2 separate regions of the Mus musculus genome follow, and region 2 is linked to region 1. The links are chromatin contacts, called in public promoter capture Hi-C maps. All regions are on one chromosome and are shown on one strand. Each heading gives the region's core, a stretch centred on a gene start, on an enhancer-like site or on the middle of the called end of the contact. The rest is flanking DNA. Distances are from core to core; before and after follow the strand shown. Region 1 holds the start of Fam81a (family with sequence similarity 81, member A). Region 2 overlaps Myo1e (myosin IE).

The links. Promoter capture Hi-C pulls out the DNA fragments that hold promoters and counts their contacts.
Region 2: a contact with region 1 is called in a promoter capture Hi-C map of liver, with 2.2 times the contacts expected there. The contact joins the enhancer-like site here to the promoter of Fam81a in region 1. A contact is called at or near these places in 4 of 39 promoter capture datasets (the HPC-7 cell line, hematopoietic stem and progenitor cells and liver), 1 of 484 Hi-C or Micro-C datasets (liver), 2 of 115 datasets of contacts at active chromatin or transcription factors (the SCID.adh cell line and embryonic stem cells) and 2 of 9 other capture datasets (adipose tissue and pancreatic islet).

What each region holds. Positions count from the first base shown.
Region 1 is chr9:70,138,602-70,145,603 of GRCm38.p6, forward strand. It overlaps Fam81a (family with sequence similarity 81, member A), which reads right to left and starts at 2,956. Exons shown (of 9, transcript NM_029784.2): 1 at 2,712-2,956.
Region 2 is chr9:70,227,918-70,234,919 of GRCm38.p6, forward strand. The region is part of intron 1 of Myo1e (myosin IE); the gene reads left to right. The region is part of intron 1 of Gm26849 (a long non-coding RNA gene); the gene reads right to left. Among named protein-coding and RNA genes, the nearest start is that of Gm26849, 12 kb to the right of the region's middle. Within about 2 kb of position 4,349, at least 37 of the 459 cell types and tissues checked have an H3K27ac peak or open chromatin away from gene starts, as enhancers often do. A contact at or near this core is called in liver, where this site is marked.

The DNA of each region.
Region 1 (7,002 bases), core at 1,706-4,205:
GTGATGTGGGAAGGTTCTTAAAGGTCAATTTTAGAGGTTGAAAGAAAATGCAGGCAGAGCCATAAGGGTCAAGGCAGAGCCATGGGGAGGGGTCAAAGGCGGAGCCACAGAGGTCAAAGCGGAGGCACTGCCAGTCCATTGAGTGGGAGAGCGGCAGCCTAAACCCAAAATCCCTAGCAAAGCTGGCAGAGCAGAGAATGAAGCCAGCTGCTCCTGAGTTCGTTGTTTATGACTTTTTCTGAGCCTCAAGTGAAGTAGTTTCCCTGCCTGAGTGAGCAACAGTCACCAGACAGGCTATTTTCTCCCCCTCCTCCCTCCTCTGTTTTTTTTCTAGACAAACAAACAAATAAACAAAAAAGAAATTAAAAAAAAAAAGTTGTGTGTGTGTCCCAGCACACACTGCCACTTAGAAGAGTCATTCTGTTCTTATACTGTGCTCAGATTCTGAACCTCTGGCTTGGGTTGTCCATCTTGGTGACAGGTGCCTTTCTCTGCTGAGCCATTTTGCTAACCTAAGCCTTGTTTTTTTGTTTGTTTGTTTGCTTGTTTTATAGAAAGGGTTTTGTTTGTTTGCTTGTTTTTGGATTTTTAAGGTCCTACAACACCCTAATGATTCCATCTTGATATTTGAGAGACTAAATAAACCCTGTCTTTTTCAAAATGTGCAGAGCAATTCTGAAGGGCCACCAGGTCTGGCAAGTACCAAACCAGGAACACAGGAATGAGGGTCTTGAGAAGACAGTATCACATTCTAAGAGTTAATACGTTGGAGGTGGCACTAAAGAATATGGGCAAGGTCATCCTGGTTCTCAGAAGAGGTGTTGTGAAGGAGGCTGTGCTCACACCCTGGCAGAGGGGAGAAGGGGGGTGGGGAGAGACAGGCTCGGAGACAGGAAATGAAAATACAGGAGTGGGCTGCAGGATACATGAGAGGAGACACGGTGGGTTAGCAGCCAGCACGGGTAGGAGAATGAGTCCTTTGCCAACGAAGGATCTAAGGTCCAGGACTTGTGGGTCTTTAAAGGGGTTGTAGGCTCACAGGCAGAATTCTTGAGCAATGAGGACTTTTGTATCTGTATGCTAATGCGATTTCTAATATGTAAACCATTAAAGATTTCTAAGCCCTCAGGTAGCTGAGCTGGCAAAAGCTTACTAACTGGAAACTTGGCTTCCCAGCTCACAGTTTTACAGAGAGAGTCAGATTTCCATGGATATCAAGAGTGTCCTTGGAACACAACGTCAGAGGCATCTCAACAGTCCAGTGATGGGAGTCATGGGGACCTGTTGTGGCCCCTTGGAGGAAAGGGAAGTTTATGGATGAAAAATGGCCTCTGTGTCATTTTTAGTTCCAGCCAGTGCTAAAATTAGAAAAAATACCACAGCCTGTAAGTCACCTCTACACACACACACACACACACACACACACACACACACACAAGCCAAGGTAGATACAATGTGCATTTCTTAATAAAGAACGTATTTACTCTCAGAAAGCTAATTCGTTAATTTTTTAATTACATTTATTCGTTTAGCTCCTGTGCCTTGTGTGGGTGTGGAGGTCAGAGAACAAGTTGTGGGGGTTGGATGATTCTCTCCTTTCACAATGTGGGTTCCAGAGATCAAACCCAGGTCCTCAAGTTTAATGGCAAAGACCTTTACCCCACCCCCACCCCCCACCGAGCCATCTTGCTAGCCCCCTAACCCCAAATCTCCAAAGAACAATGCAAATGTCTGGCCCTAGTTCTAAGTGATTCCCTCTGTAGATCCAAACCAGTTCAACATTATTTCTGTGAAATAACCTCTTAACAGCATACACAGACTTTAAGCTGAGTGCACGCATGCGCATGTCACACACACACACACACACACACACACACACACACACACACACACACAGCTTCTGCACATTGAAGAAATGACTCACTTAATTTGCCACTGCCTGCCACTACTGGGTTTTGATTTTACCTGTTCAGACACAAAGTTTCCTATCAGATCAACTACAGGAAAGAAGTATTTGGCAGCTTGGACCCTGATTGGGTTCAGGACTTAAGTGCACCGAAGGGATTTTAATCTATGCATTTTAAGGAGCCTTTCCGGACCCCAGACTGTTCCCTCCATAAAATGGTAACATTTCTTGCTACTTTGGGAGCCAGCTCATTGGAAACCCCTTGCGGAATAAATATGGTTAAGTCTTGCATCCCCAGAGGGTCCCTTCCTCAGCTCACAGTACCAGCAAAACAGCCTTGTGCTGCAACTGGAAAGAACCAGAGCCCTTCCTTTCAAAGGATGAAAACCAGAGAATCCGCGGGAGCAATGTGGCTAACCCACCCAAGGTCACTCAGCTCCAACTGTGAATGATAGACTTGCCCCTAGTCCTGGCAAACTCTGCACACCCTTGGCTCTCCTCAAACAGTCCCTCGGGGGCCTCTTCTGTCTGCTAGCTTGCAGCCCCCGCGAAGATGCAATGCCACTTGCGCTCTGCGCCTAACTTCAGCCCTGCGCGTCAGCATTCAGTTAACCCTCTCGCGTCCAGAGTGTCACGCGGGGCACACGAGGCTTCATCCCTCACCCCCTCTCCCCAGCACTATCCCATGCCTATCCATGGAGTGGTTGCTCCAAGGTCACATCGACGGTCCCTGCGGAAGCACCCGCCGCTTGAGTCTAGAGGATGCCCGGACATGTGGGGAGGGGAGACACCTCTGAAGACTCACCCGCGCGCGGATCTGGCGCGCCGAGGCTGCCCATGTCGTCGCCGGCGCTCTGGGTGCGGTGGCCGCGAGCGCGGGGCTTTGCGGGGCGAACCCGGCTGCGGGCCCGCGCTCCAATCAGCGCGCGCGCGGCCCGGCCCGGGGTTCGCGGCTCCCCCACCCTGGAAGGGCGCGAGCCGCCGCGCGCCTCCCAGAGCCTCTTCCGGGCGCGTTGCCTGGACGCGGTTGCCGTGGCAGCCCGAGCTGGAGGCTTTCCCCGCGCGCCCGCGCCCAGCCCGCCGGCGCCCCTCCTCCCACCGCGTTCCCACACTCAAAATAGCCTTTCCGCGGCGCCGCGGGTCCCCACCCAGTTCGCTGCAGGGAGTCAGCGGGCGGGGACTTGCTTACAAGAACCTCAGTCCCGTCGTAGGGCGCGTCGACTTGGAGGCAGAGGTAGGTGTAGGGAAGGATGCTTCAATGAGAGCCCAGCCTTCCAGGTCTCTATGTCATCAATCATTTTCCCGGGAATCCTAGCATCCCTTATGTACCAAGCCTGGTTCCCACAAAAATAGTTAACTGCTTTTCCCACCTCAAACTGGGGAGAAGTTAGGGGTGAGACCACAGTCCAGGAAACAGCTCCTTCCAGCGCCACACCTGCACAGGTGATGGAACCCTCCAGGCGACAAGTGTGTATGAGGGAATCACCAAGCCTCGCGCACAAGAGACAGGACCCCTGGGAAAATGCCCGTTTCTCCTCCCAGCCCTCTTCCTACCTTCTGCCTCGCTCCCAGGGAGTTCCAGCTTTGCTCTCCTTCCCATCAGTGCTGGATCCTCAGCAGGAATCACTCACAATTTTGCTTCCTCTCCGTAAGGTGGGGTTTAAGAAGAGTGGAGGATCCCACCTTTGCTCACCTCACTGCGTCTGGTTCATAGCTCTTACGTAGAGGCATGGGCTTACCCAGTGTAGGTGCTCCTGTCTGGCGGCTCTCCTCTGCCCCCAATTCAAAGGAAGCTAGGAAGAACGCAGGCTGTGCAGCCACTTGGGAAAGCTCTGGTCTTGGAATTCTCGATCCTGTAGTTATTTATGTGTCGTCTTGGGTGTTCTGTAATTAACTCGCCTGTAAAGTAATAACTCCCCAAAACACACACACACACACACACACACACACACACACACACACACACACACACACAGAGAGAGAGAGAGAGAGAGAGAGAGAGAGAGAGAGAGAGAGAGAGAAAGAGAGAGAGAGACTGCTAAGGTGAAATGGAGAAGATGAAGATGGAGAAGGCAGGGACTCTGCTCCCCTCCCGGCCATTGCAGCCTAACACATATTGATCAGATAGTTAGACGGGTATAAAAAAGACTGCTGACCAGAGGGCATGGCCTTAAGTCCTGTCTCACGGAGATCTCACCTAATAGTGTTCTTTAGTGTGTGATGGTTTATTTCTCTTTCTGTATCACTTGGTGCACAGCGTGTAAATACGGATGGGATCCAATCCCATGGCGAAAGGTTCTCTGAGAATTTCCACCATTTAAGATAAATTTGAGGGGGCGAGGAGATGGCTCAGTAGATAAGTGCTTGCCTTGCAAGTGTGAGGACCTGAATTTCATCCTCTCTGAATTTCATATATATATGTGTGTGTGTGTGCGTGTGCGTGTGCGTGTGCGTGTGTGTGTGTGTGTGTGTAGAGGGGGGAAGAGGGAGAGAGAGAGAGAGAGAGAGAGAGAGAGAGAGAGAACTCGTGTCGTGCACATATTCTCACACAGGCTCCCCACATGCACAAAATAAATAAACATGCCAGCCATGGGGATTTGGTGTTCACTTGTAATTCCAGAGCTGAGGAAGCAGAGACAGGCAGACAGATCAGGGCTCATAGGTCGTGCAGCCTTGCCTTCTTGATGAGTTCTAAGTCTGTCTTTAAAAGGTGGATCATGCCTAATGAATGATATTTGAGGCTGTCCTCTGACCTACACACACACACACACACACACACACACACACACACACACACACGCACGCACAAATGAAACATATTACTTGCCACAGTGTCTGGAAACACAGCTGTTACGATAAAGTGCCAGCTCTCCTCACAATGAGGCCAGAGTCAGGTTCCAAGGCTTTCTACCTGTTCCCATAGGCTGCCTTCTAGCGCAGGGTGTGCCTCTCACAACCAAGACAGTCAGTTCCTGTCCATTTTGTTTCCTTTTCCCTCCTTCTCCCTTCGCTCCCTCCCTATCCTGCTTCATCCTGCCACGGGCCAGGAGTCAAGGAGTCAAGGTCCTAAGAAGGGGTGGGAGTTGTCACTCTGGTGGCTGTCAAAGCATAACTTTATTACCACAAGTCCTCCTCACACTCTGGGGTAAGGCAGGGGAATACCTGGGAGGCGAGAGGGGTTTGCCGTAAGCGCACACACACCCCGACTTAATTTCTTTTTTTAAACAATCATGCTGATTAACATAAGACACCACATATTTAAAGATTCCTTTGCAAGGCCTGATGGCTCATACCTCTAAATCTAGCAGACAGTAGGTTGAGGTGGACTGGACGCCATTGTGATTTCCAGGTGAGCCTGGGTTACAGAGGGGACTCTGTCTTAAAGAAAACAAAAAAGTAAAAACAATTCACTTAATTTTTTTTTAAAAACTATGATACTAGTTCTAAAATTTCAAAAACGGTGTCAAATCAGGCCTGTGACTTCCTGCTTCTCCCCGCTCCCCCTTTTTTTCAGGCAATCTATTTTTAATCCTAATTTAAGCTCCTTACCCCTTTACACACCTGTCAGGTAAATTGCAGTCACGTACTCAATGTTCCAGAATTGTTTGTATTGTAACTCATTATAGAAAATGGCTTTTTTTCCCTTGCCTTACTTTAATTACCAAACCATGAAGTTACCACAAATTATTATATGCTAGCACAGTTTATTACTAAAAAAAAAAAAATTTTTTTTTCAAAGGAAGAAAACTTGACTTGCCTCGCCTTCCCAAAGGACTACAACTGTAAAACTAAAGATGGTTTTCATCAGTGACAGCCCAGCAGGTGAAGGCATAGACAAAATCCTGCCTCAAAAGATAGATCGATCAAGGACAACACCTAATGTCAGTCTTTAACCTCCTTGTGTCCCCACATATGGGAATACACAACTATACATATGTACCACACACACACACACACACACACACACACACACACACACAAGCACACACAAGCACACACATACAAATAAAGTAAAAAAAAGTTGAGGGCCTAGGTTTGTCAAAAGACGTGTTTGTTGGGCCTGGAGAGGTAGCTCAGTGGTTAAGAGCACTGTTTGCCCTTCCAGAGGACCCAGGTTGAATTGCCAGCTCCCACACAGCAGCTCATGGCCACCTGTAATTCCAGTCCCAGGGGATCTGATGCCCTCCTCTAGCTTTTGTGGGCATCCATGTATGGGGTGCATAGACATACATACAAGGTAAAACACCCATCCAAATAAAAAGAATAAAATGTTCAAAAATATTTTTTAAAAATGGTATTTGTAAGAATGTAAAGTAGGGCTGGCAAGAAGGCTCAGCGGCTAAGAGCACTGACTGCTCTTTCAGAGGTCCTGAGTTCAAATCCCAGCAACCACATGGTGGTTCACAACCACCCTTAATGAGATCTGATGCCCTCTTTTGGTGTGTCTGAAGTCAGCTACAGTGTACTTATGTATAATAATAAATAAATCTTTGGAAGAAAAAAAATGTAAAGTAGATGAGCCAAAACCAACGGGATGAGTTCAAGATGAATATATAGAGTTGTTACTAGTCTGCTCCTGGCCTATCCAAACAGTGTAACCCCTGAGGTATCCAGGTCTGTAGGATGTGTCACAAGCTACTTATTCCTAATAACACGGAGCCGAACAATCCTCCTCTTAGGAGCGGTCACACGTGGGAACAAAGCAAAAAAACTTTCCCATAGAGGAACAGTGAGGAAAAGCCAGTGATGTGGGGGTTGGGACCATGTCAGAGAGGGCAAAGACAAAAGGTCCACAGGTGACCTTCATGAGTAGTTGGCAGGTGAGTTAAGCAAGACCAGGTGGCAGAGAAATGCAAGGAAGACGGGTCACTTTTTCCTGTGGTTTTCTGAGACAGTGTCTCATTATGTAAACCAGGTGTGCTGGTTGGATTTTTGCCAACTTGACAAAAGCTAGAGTCATCTAGGAAGAAGGAATGCCAGTTCAGGGTTTGTCTCCATTAGACAAGTCCGTGGGGCATTTTCCTGATTGATGATTGATATGGGAGGGCCCAGCCCACCGTGGGCGGTGTCTCCCCTTAAGCAAGCATTCCTGAATT
Region 2 (7,002 bases), core at 3,099-5,598, 91 kb after region 1:
GCAGAAGCAGGCAGATCTCTGTGAGTTTGAGGCCAGCCTGGTCTACATAGTGAGTTCTAGGACATCCAGGGACATATGAGACCTTGCCTGGGGGGCATAAATAAAATAATAATGTAAAAACACAGGGAGCCTAACAATGTTAATAATAGGATTACAAATAGTCAGATCATCTCGGAGCACATGTAATTAATTCCCAGTGTAATCACAAGCCCAGTGCTGGGTTTTTCCCCTCTCCACCCTTCTGTTTTCTCTTCTGACTTTACTACCTGGCCCCCAGAATGAGAGGCAGGAATTGCCGATATACTTACCTCATTAGCATTTTAAAAACTAATTTATTGAACTTTAGGGGCACTCTGCCATTTCTCTCTAGTTTTTTTATAGATTGTCTCTAAGTTTCAGGTTGTCCACTAAGGAAGTACTTCAAATTGGAGGCCAGTGGAATCAGTTTAGAAATGATTTAAGAAACTGGACCCTCTCTGCTCCATGGGCCCCGGCACACAATTTCCCATTGGTTGGTTTGGCACAAGATGAATGTTCTGAATAGAAGAGCTCTCTTTACCCTTCCACAAGTGGAAGGTGCATTACGAGGCTGGAGGAAGCACACTGTTTGCTGCGTTCGTCCTGGCTGGGGGACATGCACACAGCCGTGGCTTGAAGCGTCCTTAACATGTTTAGATCTACTTCAACCACACTAAAATCTTTTGTTAATTAGGAGATAACAATGAATGTAAGCAAAAGCCAGGGGTGGTGGTACACACCTGTAATTCCTTCACTAGGGAAGAAGCAATCAGGAGGATTACCAGGAGTTTGAAGTGACAAAGTGAGTTCCAGGACAGCCTAGGGCTACTGTGTAAGATAACTTACACAGTAAATTACAAACTAAAAATTAGCAATTGAAAAAAAAGTTAAAGATAACACTAGAAACATATGCATATCCTTAGATATTCAGATTTGAAGTTACTGGAGGAAAGTGACATAATTTCCAAGTAATTATTAGTACTAATAAGGGTTTAAATCATTGTCTCCCTCCCTTCTGCCTGGGGTTGTCTACCATGCCCAGGTCTTAGGTATGTTCCTAACGAGTTCCCCAAATCCCCACGCATTCCCAGATAGGGTCCTTCCTAATCTATACATTCGCTTTCTTTGTCCATACATTCATGGCACCTACCTTTTGTGAGCTGAACCTGTCTCATATAGTCAACCTTGGGATACAACCACACAGCTTTATGTCCTTAGAAAATTGAGGTCCAGAGATTCTCTGTAAAGTCACCTTTGCAGCTCTTACGTCATACCAGACTGGGAGTGGAAAGCAGACGTAGCTGTGTGACTTTTTGAATCTCCTTGGATGCTTCCCAAAAGCAGTCAAGGTTAAGAGCCACAGCTGGTGAATATTTAAGAATTATTGCATTGGGTATGTCGCTCAGTTGATAAAGTGCTCCCTCACCCATTATATGTGACGTCCTGAGTTTGATTTTCCCAGCATTGAATAAGCTGAGCGTGGTGGTATACACCTATAATTCCAGCATTCTGGGGTATAGTGCTGGAGTTCCAGGTTGTTCTCCAGTTTCATTCAGGGTTAGCCTGGGCTACATGAAAATATACATTACTGACTATGCTGTGATTTGGTTCACACCAACGCACACTGATCAGGGTGTATATTTACCAACTGCATTAAGCGCAATAGCAGGAGGCTTTTCAGGTTTGCCCTGTGTGTTTTGCTTTTGGAAAACTGCTTATTGAATATTCTTACTTTTGTAAAAGGAGTCTTATTCTGAGGGGGTGGAAGGTGAGCCTTTGGACAGCCTTGGGCACCTTCAGGGATGGCCACCTAGTCCACTTCGGAGCTGTGCCTTATACTGGAAACCTCTGAATCTTGATACGGCTAAGAAGCCCCTGAGCAATTTGAGGGTGTGACACAGACTTGTTTGTTACAGAGGCTCCAAGCAGTTCAGGTGGGAGTCTTGTCACCCAGGGCCATGGCTTTCCAGCTCTGTGTCTGGAGATGGAGCCCAGGCCTCGTAGTCACTGGGCGAGCTCTCCGCCTCCGAGCCACACCTGCACCCTTTACTCTCGGCCACAGTCTGCACTTTGCTTCAGATGCCGTCTCAGCTCTACATTCTTCAGCTGCTTTTCTGGTCAGTCAACCTCCTCTGGGCCACTCCCTGGCTGTTTGAAGGAGGCAGTGTTCAGCTACCGACTGCTTCCTAGCCTGAGGCTTCCAAAGTCCACTCTTAGGGAGAAAGTAGCTCCTGGCTCCTGAGGTCTAGGGCACCCTTTTCCTCGAGGTCCTTTCCTCTCCATAAAGAGTTACGCATCTTAGTAACTTTCTTTCTAAATAACTTATTTCACAATTTGATTCCATACCATCGCTATGAAAATAGAGTTGAATTTTAAGTAATGACTTATTCATTTATTCATTCAGTACGTAGCCCAGGCTGGCCTCAGCTCAGGATCTTTCTGTCTCTTTGCCCTAAGTGCTGGGATTATATGAGTTAATTTATTTATCTATTTATTTATTTATTTATTTATTTATTTATTATGTGAGTACACTGTTGCTCTCTTCAGACACACCAGAAGAGGGCATCCCATTAGAGATGGTTGTGAGCTACCATGTGGTTGCTGGGAATTGAACTCAGGACCTCTGGAAGCCCAGTCAGTGCTCTTAACCACTGAGCCATCTCTTCAGCCCCTAATTTTTTTTTTTAACCTATGTATGTAGACCTGACTGACCTGGGGTTCGCTGTGTAGACCAGGTTAGCCTCACAGCCTCAAACTCATGTGATCCTCCTGTTTCTGTCTCCTGAGCACTGTGACTGCAAGCATGGGCCTCCCATAGGATAGAAAACATTTTTTGACGAACCAGTTTGTTTCACGTAATTTAAATGTCCTGCATAATTTAAACTTCTCATAGAGAAGGTTTTTGTAAAGTTAGAGTTGAGAGCAAGGAAAACCACTCTTTCTTTTCAGCCTTTATACCCCACCAGTCCCACCCTCCTGAGTTTCCACACTACAGTCTGTCTGCATCCCCAGGAACATCTCAGCAGAGGCTAGAGCCCGCCTTGGTTGAAGAATTTGAAAGTGACCTCCTTTTCTTTTCTTTGAAGAAATTTAATTTATTCCCACTCAATTGTATTTTAATAGGTTTTTAATTTTTTTCTTTTTTAAAACTATTATTGTAAGATTTTGTGTTTGTGTATGTGAGAAAGAGATGCAGACAGACAGATGCAGGCGCAGAAGCAGCTGTGGGTGTGAGTGTGGGGGTCAGAAGACAATTTGGGGGATTGATTCTCTCTGTATAGCCCTGGCTGTCCTGGAACTCACTTTGTAGACCAGGCTAGCCTTGAACTCAGAAATCCACATGCTTCTACTTCCCAAGTGCTGGGATTAAAGGCATGCGCCTCCACCACCCGGCTCCCTCCCTTCCTTTCTTTCTTCCTTCCTACCTTCTTTCCTTTCTTCTGAAGTCTTTTGTATCCTAAGCTGGCCTTAAATTTGTTATGTAGCGAAGGATTATCTTGAAACTCCTGACCCCTGCCTCTACCTCCTAACTGCTGGAGATGCAGATATGCACAGCCATGCCTAGTTTGTGTGATGTTGGGGGCGGGGGTGTCAAATCCAGGGCTTTATACATGTTAGCAAGGACTATACTGCCCGAGACACATCCACAGCCCCTCAGTATCATGCATATTTAAGTTGTGTTCTGGATGCCATATATTTAATTCTCAACTTTCTGTAGTTGAGGATCTTTAGAAAGAAGAACCTGGGAGTTGACTATGGGAAAGAAAAGGAAAATATTGATAGGAAGAGGCAAGTGGGTGATGGGAAATTAAAAGTAGAGAGAGGGTCTGGGAAGAGAAGCCTGGGGTCCTGGAACTGCTCTTTTGTGACTTAGAATGAGGTTGACCCGGAAGAGTGATTGGCAGGCAACTAGACCACTCAGATGTGGAGGACTTACCTGAAGGAAATTCCACCTTCAGTTATCTTGTATTTTAAATATAATGGTTAGAGGCCCAGGCATGGTGAAACATATCTATGTTATACAGAAAACCTATCCCACAAGTGTTATCATTCCACAGTATGATCAGGACAGCTGGAGAAGACCTGGGAAGGGTCTCTGTGTTGGAGGAAGATGGATGGGAGCTGTTTAGTACCTGACAGGACTAATTCAAGATGAGTAAGACATCTTGGATCGTTTCCTTATGGAGTGAGTGCCGACCGCACAGCTTAAAAGTCTGCCTTTAAATATTGATGAGATCTTGTGGTTTCACCCATTAAACTCTTGCATGGTTTTCCCATTGCATCATAACTTTTACTCAAAGGGGTCAGAGACCTCGATGCTCTTGCCTTGTGATAGGTTACAGACCTTTGGCCCTCCCTACCCCCGGCAGACTCTATTTCCTCTCCATCACTGCAGACGGTGGGCTGTGTGAGGACTTCCACCAAGCACAGTGGCCAATCCTGGTAATTGGTTGGCAAACTCAAGAGAGTTTGCTCTGCCCAGCATGGACCCGAGAATCAGGAATGTACTGTGTTCTGTGGAATCCATTCCATCTCCTCTCTGAAGCAAAAGGAAACTTTCAACACTGACCTAGTTTATGTGGCTATTATAAAACTCCCCTATTTAATGAAAGTGGAGAGCAATTCTAAACAGAAGCAGCTACCAGACTTCTAAAGTCTCTCCCCATCTCTAAAGTTCCATTCTACTTACTCATTGCACACACAGCTCTTGCTAAGGACCAGATGCAGTTACACCTACTTAGTAGCCGGATCTGCCTACATCACCAAGCTCAATTCCTGCAGAAGAACTGAGCTTGATTAACCTATACTCTTGGGTGACATTTATCCATGGAGAAAAAAGAAACACAGCTTCCTCTAACCATGCTAGCCACATCATGAAGAGAGACAAGGGGTGTGCTCAAGCCATTTACAGCATTACCCAGGGGAACGGTTGTTCTAAGCTTGGGTTTTGCATAGTCCTGTAACAGCTTTGTGAGCATGGTACTTGGAGCAAGGTACACAGTATGAACATTCTTTTAAGTCTGGTGGGTCTGATCTATGCCAAACCGGAACATGGGTTTTACATGATTAAAAAAAAAATCATGATTATTCATCCTTAGAAAAATCGTAATCAGATCCATTGTTGATGGATCTGGATAATGGCCTCCATTGCTGAACAAAGCCAGTTCTTTCTTTCTTTCTTTCTTTCTTTCTTTTTTTTTTTTTTTTTTTTTTTTTGGTGTGGTTTTTTGAGACAGGGTTTCTCTGTGTAGCCCTGGCTGTCCTGGAACTCACTTTGTAGACCAGGCTGGCCTAGAACTCAGAAATCCACCTGTCTCTGCCTCCCGAGTGCAGGGATTAAAGGTGTGTGCCACCACTGGCCGGCACAAAGCCAGTTTCTTGGTAATTCCTATATATGTTGTTTTCAGACCTCTGGTGGACCTGACTTAGCTAGAGGAAAGAATTGTTCTCTAAAAAGCGTGCAGGATCAGCTGCAGGCTTGACTCCTGTTTGTGTCTTGGGCAGCTCTGTCTGTTTCCATACCTGTGAGATGGAAGTATTCGTGTTCATTTTCAGACTCAGGGTTTAGAGGGTCTACTGTTGAATTATTGTAGAGTTCTCATATGGCCACACAACTAAAGCCAAGCCCTACTTATAGAAAGCCATAATTTAAAAATAAAAGACATCATGGTATTCTGAGTCCTAATAGTCCCATGATAGGCACAAACGGACATTAAACACATGGGTTTTGGTGGTGTTTGTTTTTGTTTATAGAGATAGGGTCTTAAGACTGGTTTTGAATTTTTGGTTCTCCCTCAGCCTCTTGAGTGCTGGGTTTATAGGTGTAAATGCCCCTTTCTGCTCCAAGGTTTTCTGTTTGTTTGTTTGTTTGTTTGAATGGCAGGGGGCAGGGGTGTGTGCCACAGTGCACGGTGGAGGTCAGAGGGCAACTCGTGGGAGTCATCCTTTTCCTTCCACTGTGTGGATGGATCTCAAGGGTTAAACTCAGGTCATCTTCAGGCTCCGTGCTAAAGTCCCTTTACTTATGAGCCACCTTAGTGAGCCATTGTTTTGTTTAATCCAGAAAGAAAAATCTCTAAGCCTTTATATTCACTGGGTATATAGTAGGGAGAAGATGGCCTATAGGACCTGCTGAGGACTCTCTTATTCTTTCACACTGTATACAATGTATCTCGATTGTATCCAGACCAAGAATCCTGGTCACAGATGAATTCCCCTTCCACTTTCTTGTCTTTTCTTTTGTATCATCTGAGAGAACCTTCCACCTGAGTGTAGCCAGCACGGTGTGTATCCTTCTTCCACACAGGTTGAGTCCTTTCCTATTGTCCTTGGGGATTGGCTTCTGTGCAGAAGAGCCCACCTCATCTTTCATACAAAAGCTAATTGGTAAATAAAGGCTCAGCTGTCTGATAGCAACCAGTTTCAGGGGCATAAGGTCCAATGAGCTTTAAAAGTGAGTCCATCCTAGTGTCTATGTAACTAGAAAAAGCAGGTGTCGGACTTCAAAGAGATGCGAGGATAGCCCAGCCAGGTCTCTTGTGTTTTTTTTTTTTCCAGCCAAGAGCATCATGTGGCAAATGCAGGAGATGAAGGTGCAAAGCCGCCCTTGATGTAGGACCAAGTCCGGTTTTTATTGTTCTTCATATTCGACATAGATTTATTGATGTAAAAACCATGCTGTCCTGATGTGGTCACCATCTGCTTTCAAAATCCCTCAAATCTCAAATTCTGACAGTGTCTGGCAGGTCCCTGTGTGTGCTTGCCAGCGAAGTGCCTCAGTGTGGCTTCAAGTGATTTTAACAAATTCTTTGATGATAGTCCACCTTTTACTGGGAAAAACTCCCGCACATCTACTAACCTGTACCAAAGCTTATTCTATTTAGTTTTACCATCTAATTTATACTTTGTTTATTCATCAAGAAACAAAGTTGTGGGCTATTCAAGAGATGAGAGAGAAAATTTTTTCCCAGTAGTCTTACCTTC